2 separate regions of the Mus musculus genome follow, and region 1 is linked to region 2. The links are chromatin contacts, called in public HiChIP or PLAC-seq maps. All regions are on one chromosome and are shown on one strand. Each heading gives the region's core, a stretch centred on a gene start, on an enhancer-like site or on the middle of the called end of the contact. The rest is flanking DNA. Distances are from core to core; before and after follow the strand shown.

Region 1 (4,117 bases), core at 771-3,270, 100 kb after region 2:
TGTCTGTACAGTTCCTGGGTGTGACAAACGGTTTACAGAATATTCCAGTTTGTATAAACACCATGTCGTTCACACTCACTCTAAACCATACAACTGTAACCACTGTGGGAAGACGTACAAACAGATTTCCACACTGGCCATGCACAAACGGACAGCCCACAACGACACAGAGCCCATTGAGGAGGAGCAGGAAGCCTTCTTCGAGCCTCCCCCAGGTGAGTGCTTTAACAATCATATCTGTTGTGAGTTTATAACCCATGCTGTCTTCTCTAGTCCTTCAGTTTCATTTGTATAGTCATGACAAGTGCTGCAGAAAGACACCAGTGCTCGGCATTGTGGAAGAAGGAGAACTTGTATCCTCTGGGAAAGCAGAGAGGGCTTCCCGGAGAAATGTTGTGTTCTTGGAAAGATTATAAAGGTGGATGGGATGATGGAGGCAAAGAAGCAATGCCTGGGAGAAGGGAAGGGAAGAAGGGGACTTGAAGATAAAAGGAAGGTTTGGCACATGGGAAAGCCCCCAGTGCTTGACGAGAGGAAAGCAAGTTGGAGACTCTCTGGAAAAAGCCTGGCCAGTGTGGCAGTTCCTCCCAGGAAAGCAAAGACTTTTCTCATTTTCAGCACCTGAATGAAATGTTCAGAAATATTTAAGTTTATAATTAAACTTGGGAAATAGCACGTGCTCAAATGTATTCAGTGCAAGACTGCTCTCCAGCCACAAGCCTCTAAGCAGTCACACCGGAGGCATATAGAACTCATCCCTTTCTTCCACCACCCTCCAGCAGAGGCTTACTCCGTAGCCCAGGCTAGCCTTGAATTTGGAGTAGTCTTCCTGCTACAGCCTCTCAAATGCTGGGCTTACAGGCCTGATCCACTGCACCTATGTAGAGAGTATAAGCTTTCATTCACAACAAGAAAGAAACAACTGCTAAATCCTTTTAATTAGAAAAAAAGGCTTTGGGGGTTGGGAGAAGACACCACTGTTAGAGTGCCGTGCAAGCGAGTGTGAAGATCAGAGTTAGGATCCCACACAAATGCCTGTTGAATTTCACCAGTAATTCCAGTCTTGGAATTCAGACATAGTCTCCCTGAGCGTGCTGGCTTGCTAGGCTAGCCATATCCATGAGCTCTGGGGTTCAGCTGAGAGATCCTGCCTTGATGAATGATGTGGAAAGCTATCAAGGAAGACTCCTCATGGAGTCCCAGCCTCTGCATGGACATGAATGCACATCTCAACTACACATGGGGGAAAAAAAGCAGACTTTAATAATGTCAAATGTAATTTATAAGACCTGCACAGCATGTCTTTACTCTCCTCCTTATATGTTGATATCTCAGACTGTAAGAGATTTTCTCAGTCTGTAAAATGGCCTATAATACAGTATATTTTAAAAGCAATGATTGGCCAGGCTGTGGTTGTGTTGCCTTTATCCTAGCATGCAGGATGCGGAAGCAGGCCAGCCTGGACTACAGAGTGAGTTCCAGGACAGCCAGGGCCACATGAGAAACCCCGGAAAAAAACAAACAAGCAAACAAACCAAACAAAAAACCCAACTATGATTACTTTTCAAAAAATACAGATCTGTGCTTTCTCTGACATAATCTCTGGTTTTGACATAATCTTTGGGAATAATGGTGTATAAATAACTGTGGGGGAAAAAAGGGAAGAACATTACACCTCAGTGACTGCTGCCATCTGAACACATGATAGTTAGACCTGACACTGAAATCCTTCATATCCTAATTCTCAGATTAGTAGTACAGTCTTAAGTTCTTCTTTGAACAGGTAAAGTTTCCCTTTCTTCCTTGCTCCGTGGGAGTTAGCCAGTATTGAGAGAGAGAGGCCAGTCACCCACTCGAGTAGTTCTGCTGCTGAAATTGTCATTCATGTGCTGGTTTTTGTGGAAGAAAAATGTACCTGAACTGGATGGAGTTCTTGTTTAGTCACTTAGGAAATGATTAACCTCAGCCCAGATAGTCACTACATTTATAGCCATGCGTAGTCTTTACACAATGATGTCATTGTGTACTAATAGATTGCTGTCAGTCACGTGTGTAAAAGACTGAGTAGGTTGGTAGACTGTGTACAAGCCATTCTGGTTTTGTGGTTAATGCTTATAGACTCTTTTATTACCTTCCTGAGACTTAAGTGACTTCAGGAGCCAAGAGGGCAAATGTCTGTGTATATGGCTCTTCCCTTCTGTGTCCCCTGTGCGTATGTGCACAGCATCCCATAATCATCACAGCTAAGTGTAAAGGAGAGGCCTTCCAAAACCAGAACACTTGACATTGATGGGCAGGGTTGGGCTGGGTTGGGTTTGGTGTGATTTGGTTTGGCCTGGCCTGGCAGATGTGAAGATGGACTTGTTAAGAAGTTCTGAAACTTTTCTCAGGGTTTAGAATATAAAACTATTTGCTTTCTTTTGTTTGTTTGTTTGTTTTTTTTTTTGAGACAAGGTTTTGTACAACCTAGATCGGCCTTGAACTCCCTGTGTAACCTAGGCAGCCCTTGAACTGCTTCCTCTTCCCAAGTGCTAGAAGGACAGGCCTAGTGTTGTCTAAATAGATTGGTTGTTCAAGTAAATTATTCATTTATTTTAAACAGGTCAAGGTGATGATGTTCTTAAAGGGTCCCAGATCACATATGTTACAGGTGTAGATGGAGAGGACATTGTATCTACACAAGTAGCCACAGTAACCCAGTCTGGGCTGAGTCAACAAGTCACACTCATATCACAGGATGGGACTCAACATGTAAGTATCTACTAACAGCCAAGGAAGTGAAATCTTTTCTTCACCAGGAATTGAAAGACAGGCTGGGTGCCTGTGGAGGAGACCCTTGAGTGGGAAGCATGATGTTTGTACTTAGGCCTCGAGAGCTGCAGTCCTCAGCCTTCCTAAGGCTGCCACCCTTTAACACAGCTCCTCATGTTCTGGTGGCCCCAACCATAATGCTATTTTTGTTGCTACTTCATAACCATAATTTTGCTACTGTTTTGAATTGTAATGTAAATATATGTGCTTTCTAATAGTCTTAGGCGACCCCTATGAAAGTGTCATTTGACCCTGAAGGGGTCAAAACCTACAGGTTGAGAACTACTGCTCTCAGCAGTGGCAGATCTCCCACAGATCTTCCGTGGTCTGCTGAGAAGAACTATTTGAAGTAATAACAGTAGAAGATATTTGCATCCACGTGGGGCTATTAGGCTCTGCCAAAGGGCATGGCCACTTCGCTTATCCCATGATGGGAGAGTTTGTAGGGAAGGTAGAGACACCTCTCCAGGGGTGGGAAAATGCACTGTGTCTGAGATGTGGGAATGCCTGAGCTGGTTGGGGGTGGGGGACCTCTGGGGAGGAATGGGGTTGGTGAGTGGGGATAGTCCTTGGCTTGGCAGTGGCTGGCGTGGTGGTAGTTGTGGCTGGGAGCGCAGAGAGGTCTACAGGAGACTAGGCTGTGGCTCTGTAGACGAAGGCCTTCTTCACAGCTTCCTTCCCGCATCAGATCTTGATGAGAAGAGACCATGGTTCTGAACAGTTTGTTGTCATGGTGGAAATGGATGCGTAAAACCATAGCCTCAGGCTAGAGGATGGCTCAGCGGTTAAGAGCACTGACTGCTCTTCCAGAGGTCCTGACAGCTGCCGTATACTAATAAATAAAATAAACAAATCTAAAAGAAAAAAAAAACATACCCTCCTTTTCAGGGTGGGCCTGAGATTAAATACCTTTTGCAGGGAGAAGTGTCTAGAAAGAGAAGCTTATTGGCTAAGCCCTCCAGGCCTCTAGGTACCTCGTTAGCATGGAGAACTCTGTTTTGGGCCTATGTGACCACAGGTCACATCTCTTTTATGTGAGAAGCATGGCACATGTTCCAAGTCAGGAGTCTGGCAAGGAGCTGGGAGTCGCCTAAGCCTCGGGGTGTGTGCCCACCAAGTCTCCAGGTCTCAACCTCCTCTAACTTACCAAACTTTCTGGCCTGGATTTACGTCCCACACATCCATAGAATCCAAATGGCATTAGCTGGTGTGGGTCAAAGATGAAGCGACAAAGATCAGAATCCCAAGGTGATTGTGAGGTTCAAAAGTACTGCATCTGGGCTGGAGAGATAGTAGTACAGTAGTT
Region 2 (4,386 bases), core at 1,038-3,537:
CTGAACCAGGTTTTCTCCAAGAACAGCAGTGTGCTTGCTTAGGCTTTCCAGCTAACCATCTGACCTGCCTCTCCACTACATATTCTTCTTACAAGACCACCATTTTGGCCATTAGTAGCAATGGAAGACAGCAGTGTGAGTGAGCTGCAAACAATTTAATGGCTATTTGTTCTAATCACTTCAGATGTTTGAGCTTCAAAGGCACGTAAAAGGATGAAATCATTACAGTTGCTGAAAAGCAATGAATAATGTTAAGCCATTACAAAATCAAAGAGCTTATATTTTCCCCTTAAAACTATACAGAGCCAAGAAATTTCAGGTTAGTGTACGAGACTAAAACAATTTATGAATGAGTCCCCGTATTCCTTAGTTACTTCGTTGGGTGTTTTTTGTTATTGTTTTGGGTTTTAGTTGGTTTGCTTTGAGACAGGGTTTCTCCTTGTAACATACCTGGCTGTCCTGATACTCTTGTAGACCAGGCTGACCTAGAACTCAATAGAGAGCCACCTTCCTCTGCCTCCAGAATAATAGAGGCAGGCCACCACTCCACAGAAGCTATGTTTAGGTGAACTGTTTTGTTTACACCCTTGCATCAACCAAGCAAATAACTATTCTCGTTTTAAAATTCAGATACTTTTTCTTTTTTGGTTATTTTGAGACAGGGTTTCTCTGTATAGCCCTGGCTGTTCTGGAACTCACTTTGTAGACCAGGCTGGCCTCGAACTCAGAAATCCCCTGGGATTAAAGGCGTGTGTGCCACCACGCCCAGCTCAGATACTTTTTAAAAGTTACAAATCCATCTCTGCAGGTGGTCTACTCCTTTAATCCAAGTACTTGAGAAAACTAAGGCTGGTGGATCTCTGAGTTCCAAATCAGCTTGACCTACAGAACCAAACAAGGTCTTTTAAAAAGTAGAAGGCAGGGAGGGGGCTGGTGAGATGGCTCAGTGGGTAAGAGCACCCGACTGCTCTTCCAAAGGTCCAGAGTTCAAATCCCAGCAACCACATGGTGGTTCACAAGCATCTGTAACGTGATCTGATACCCTCTTCTGGTGTGTCTGAAGACAGCTACTGTGTACTTACATGTAATAAATAAATTAAAAAAAAAAAAAGTACAAGGCGAAGGCCGTGCAGTGGTGGCACACGCCTTTAATCTCAGCACTTGAGAGGCAGAGGCAGACGATTTCTGAGTTCGAGGCCAGCCTGATCTACAGAGTGAGTTCCAGGACAGCCAGGGCTATACAGAGAAACCCTGTCTTGAAAGACCAAAAAAAAAAAAAACAAAAAAAACAAAAAAAAAAACAAGGCGGTAGTGTACGCCTGCACGCCTTGGATCCAAGTACTTGGGAGGCTGAAGGAAGCCATTCTTTGCCTTAGAGGCCAGTCTAATCTACAGAGCAAGGTCCTCCAATACAACCAGGGCTACTTAGCTTGAAAACAAATCAAACAATTTTTTTTTTTTAAGTTACAAACCAGGTTAAATGGAAACACAAGAGCTGAAAATGTTGTGTTTTTTTCGAGGCAGGGTTTTCTCTGTGTAACCTGGAACTTGTCTGTCTCCGGAGAACTGGATTAAAAGGACGCGCAACTACAACTACCACCGGCTAGAATCTGACACTTTCAAGTGGCACCTGGAAGGGCAAGTCTTTGCTCTTAATCACAACCTTAGTGTGGCTCTGTGACTCTACACAAGTCATGGAGCTGCATAGTCCTCAGTATGTTCATCTGTAAAACAATACAACGAAAGCTCAAGTCTCTCAAATACCTGTCTGGGTGGCCTGGATAACGAACCGGTCTATTTGGTGTCACAAGTCGGGGTCACCGCTTCCTTTGACTAAAGTCTATTGAGAAAAAACTAACTAGGAGGAGTCTAGCCCTCTGTCATGCTGGGTTCCCCGCCAAGTACAGGACTCTCTTGCTGAGATGCTTCGGTGCTGAAAGGTCCCTCTTTCCCTGCGACCTGCACCACGGGGTCCTAATCTTTAGGGCAGCCTCAGCCCCGTCCCGCAGGTCCACTCACCGTTCAGATGATCTTTGCTGCCAGGCGCGGCGGAACCCTGGGTCCTCACTGCCCGGTCCCCGGCTGGGGTCGAGTGCAACATTTCGGTGGGCGATCGATCAGCCACTCTGCCTTTCGCCATGGCTGCTGCGGGGGCCGCGAAGAGCTCCTACTGGTGCCGCGCCCCCTTGAATGACTAAAGCTCCTCCCGCAGCTTTCTTTCAACACCCAGGCGCGAGGCACAACTACTTCCGGCACGACCACCTCACCTGAGACGACCTCGAAAACTTGACACTCGGCGGAGCCTTCCAGAGATATCAGGTGAGGGCCCGCCCAGAACCGCCCACGAACCTCGCGCGCTCCCGCACGCCCAGTAACCGCGAGACAAGTCAGGGCCGACCCCGCCCCCTCCGGGGCCCCGCCCACCTCGCTGGTGTAGGGCGCATGAGCAATATCGCATTGGCAAGTCATGGGTCTGCGGCCTAAGGTCCGACTTCTCCGCGTAGCTTTCGTCACACGGAAGTGAGGCTCGAGTACTTCAGACTCTTTGTTCCGCCAACCGGAAGTGTCTGCGCGCGACTAGTTGGTGTTGGAGATTCCATTCGTTCCGCAGCAAATGGGTTACAAGCGCTGTGGAAGCTGGAAGCCTGTTCTTAAAATCGTGTAAAATTTAAAACATGAGACAAACGTACCTGAATCTCACAAAATTGAGACCTAGAAACAAAGAAGATCACAGAGTGACAGAAATTAGTTTAGAGTCCAAGGTTTTTCACTCACCTGTCCAAAGTAAATTCACCCTTACTCGCTATATTTTGGCGTTTCCTGAGCCAAGGCATAGCTTCTTGACAGTTTTTCTCCTTCTGCCCCTCATATCCAGCTTCTCACTGGTAAGTATATTAGAGTCACCTCTTCTTTAGGATTTTGCTTTGTCTTGTTCTTTTTTTTTTTTAAGATTTATTTATTATTATATCTAAGTACACTGTAGCTGTCTTCAGACAGACCAGAAGAGGGCATCAGATCTCATTACGGATGTTTGTGAGCCACCATGTGGTTGCTGGGATTTGAATTCAAGACTTCGGAAGGGCAGTCGGTGCTCTTAACCACTGAGCCATCTCTCCAGCCCTGTTTTGTTTTGTTCTTGCTGTCGATATAATCTTAGACCTTGGGCATACAAACCACACCATTCTGTTGCTGAGCGATGCCCCTATCCAATTGACATTTTTTTCGTTATCTTTTTTAAAAGCAGGTATCGAAGGTAATAGTGGGGAATTTCTTCGTGAAAGTAACTTAGCAGTGTATTTTAAAATTTGGACAAAAAGGGGGAGTGGGGAATTGGATTGTTCTTAAGCAGTAATTACACTTAGAAGAAATAATCTGATATCTAGAGAATTGGCAGCTCAGTGCGTAGAAGTATTTGTCTCTTAAACTTGACAGGCTTATTTCGGTCTCTGAGACCTAATAGCAGTAGGTGAGAACTAACTCTTGGAAGTTGTCCTCTGATTACTTTTTTTTGGGGGGGGGGGCGGTTTGAGACAGGGTTTCTCTGTGTAGCCCTGGCTGTCCTGCAACTCGCTCTGTAGACCAGGCTGTCAGGCTGACCTTGAACTCAGAAATTCCCCTGCCTCTGGCTCACAAATTCTGGGATTAAAGGCGTACGCCACCATAGCCTGGCGTCCTCTGATTTCAACATAACATTCAAGCACGCAGCAGTAAGTGTAGTGTTAATAAAATTAAAATTAAAAAGAAACAAAAAATCATTTTATAAAAAGTGAATACGTGACCGGGCATGGTGGTGCATACCTTTAATCCCAGCACTTGCTAGGCAGAGGCAGGTGAAATTCTGAGTTTGAGGCCAGCCTGGTCTACAGAGTGAGTTCTAGGACAGCCAGGGCTGTAGAGAAACCCTGTCTCGAAAAACCAAAAAAAAAAAAAAAAAAAGTGAACACCTGGGACTGGAGAAATGGCTCAGTGGTTAAGAGCTCTGACTGCTTTTCCAGAGGTCCTGAGTTCAATTCCCAGCAACCACATTGTGGCTTACAAATGAGATCTGATGCCCTCTTCCGGTGTGTCTCAACACAACTACAGTGTACTCATAAATAAATCTTTAAAAAAAATAAAACATAAAAAGTGAACATATGTGCTCGCTTTAGCAGCACATATACTAAAATTGGAATGATACAGAGAAGATTAGAAAAGATTAGAAAAAAATGAGCATATGTGTGATGTGATATCAAATAATGTTAGTATAGTAGTTTGTCAACACAAAGCAACTCTCACCCCTCAAGGGAATAAGAATTTATTCTAGTCACAGGGTAAACTGATAAGTCATTTTAAAGCATTAGTATGGTCAACCATGTTTCTAATCCTTTTCCATGTTGAATATCTACA

What was found. HiChIP or PLAC-seq counts read pairs in DNA pulled down with a chosen protein or histone mark.
Region 1: a contact with region 2 is called in an H3K27ac HiChIP or PLAC-seq map of extraembryonic endoderm stem cells. The contact joins the enhancer-like site here to the promoter of Tmem41b in region 2. A contact is called at or near these places in 2 of 39 promoter capture datasets (erythroid cells and neural stem cells), 3 of 15 datasets of contacts at CTCF or cohesin (CD8 T cells, the G1E-ER4 cell line and pro-B cells), 38 of 484 Hi-C or Micro-C datasets (3T3-L1-derived adipocytes, the Ba/F3 cell line, the C10 cell line and 24 more), 13 of 115 datasets of contacts at active chromatin or transcription factors (the 230-238 cell line, the HPC-7 cell line, the SCID.adh cell line and 7 more) and 4 of 9 other capture datasets (adipose tissue, embryonic stem cells, liver and 1 more).

What each region holds. Positions count from the first base shown.
Region 1 is chr7:110,086,126-110,090,242 of GRCm38.p6, forward strand. Zfp143 (zinc finger protein 143) reads left to right here. Exons shown (of 16, transcript NM_001374618.1): 12 at 1-215; 13 at 2,603-2,751. Among named protein-coding and RNA genes, the nearest start is that of Zfp143, 26 kb to the left of the region's middle. Within about 2 kb of position 2,021, at least 49 of the 459 cell types and tissues checked have an H3K27ac peak or open chromatin away from gene starts, as enhancers often do. A contact at or near this core is called in bone marrow-derived macrophages, extraembryonic ectoderm, extraembryonic endoderm stem cells and 3 more, where this site is marked.
Region 2 is chr7:109,983,943-109,988,328 of GRCm38.p6, forward strand. It overlaps Tmem41b (transmembrane protein 41B), which reads right to left and starts at 2,288. Exons shown (of 7, transcript NM_153525.5): 1 at 2,020-2,288. The coding sequence starts at 2,140.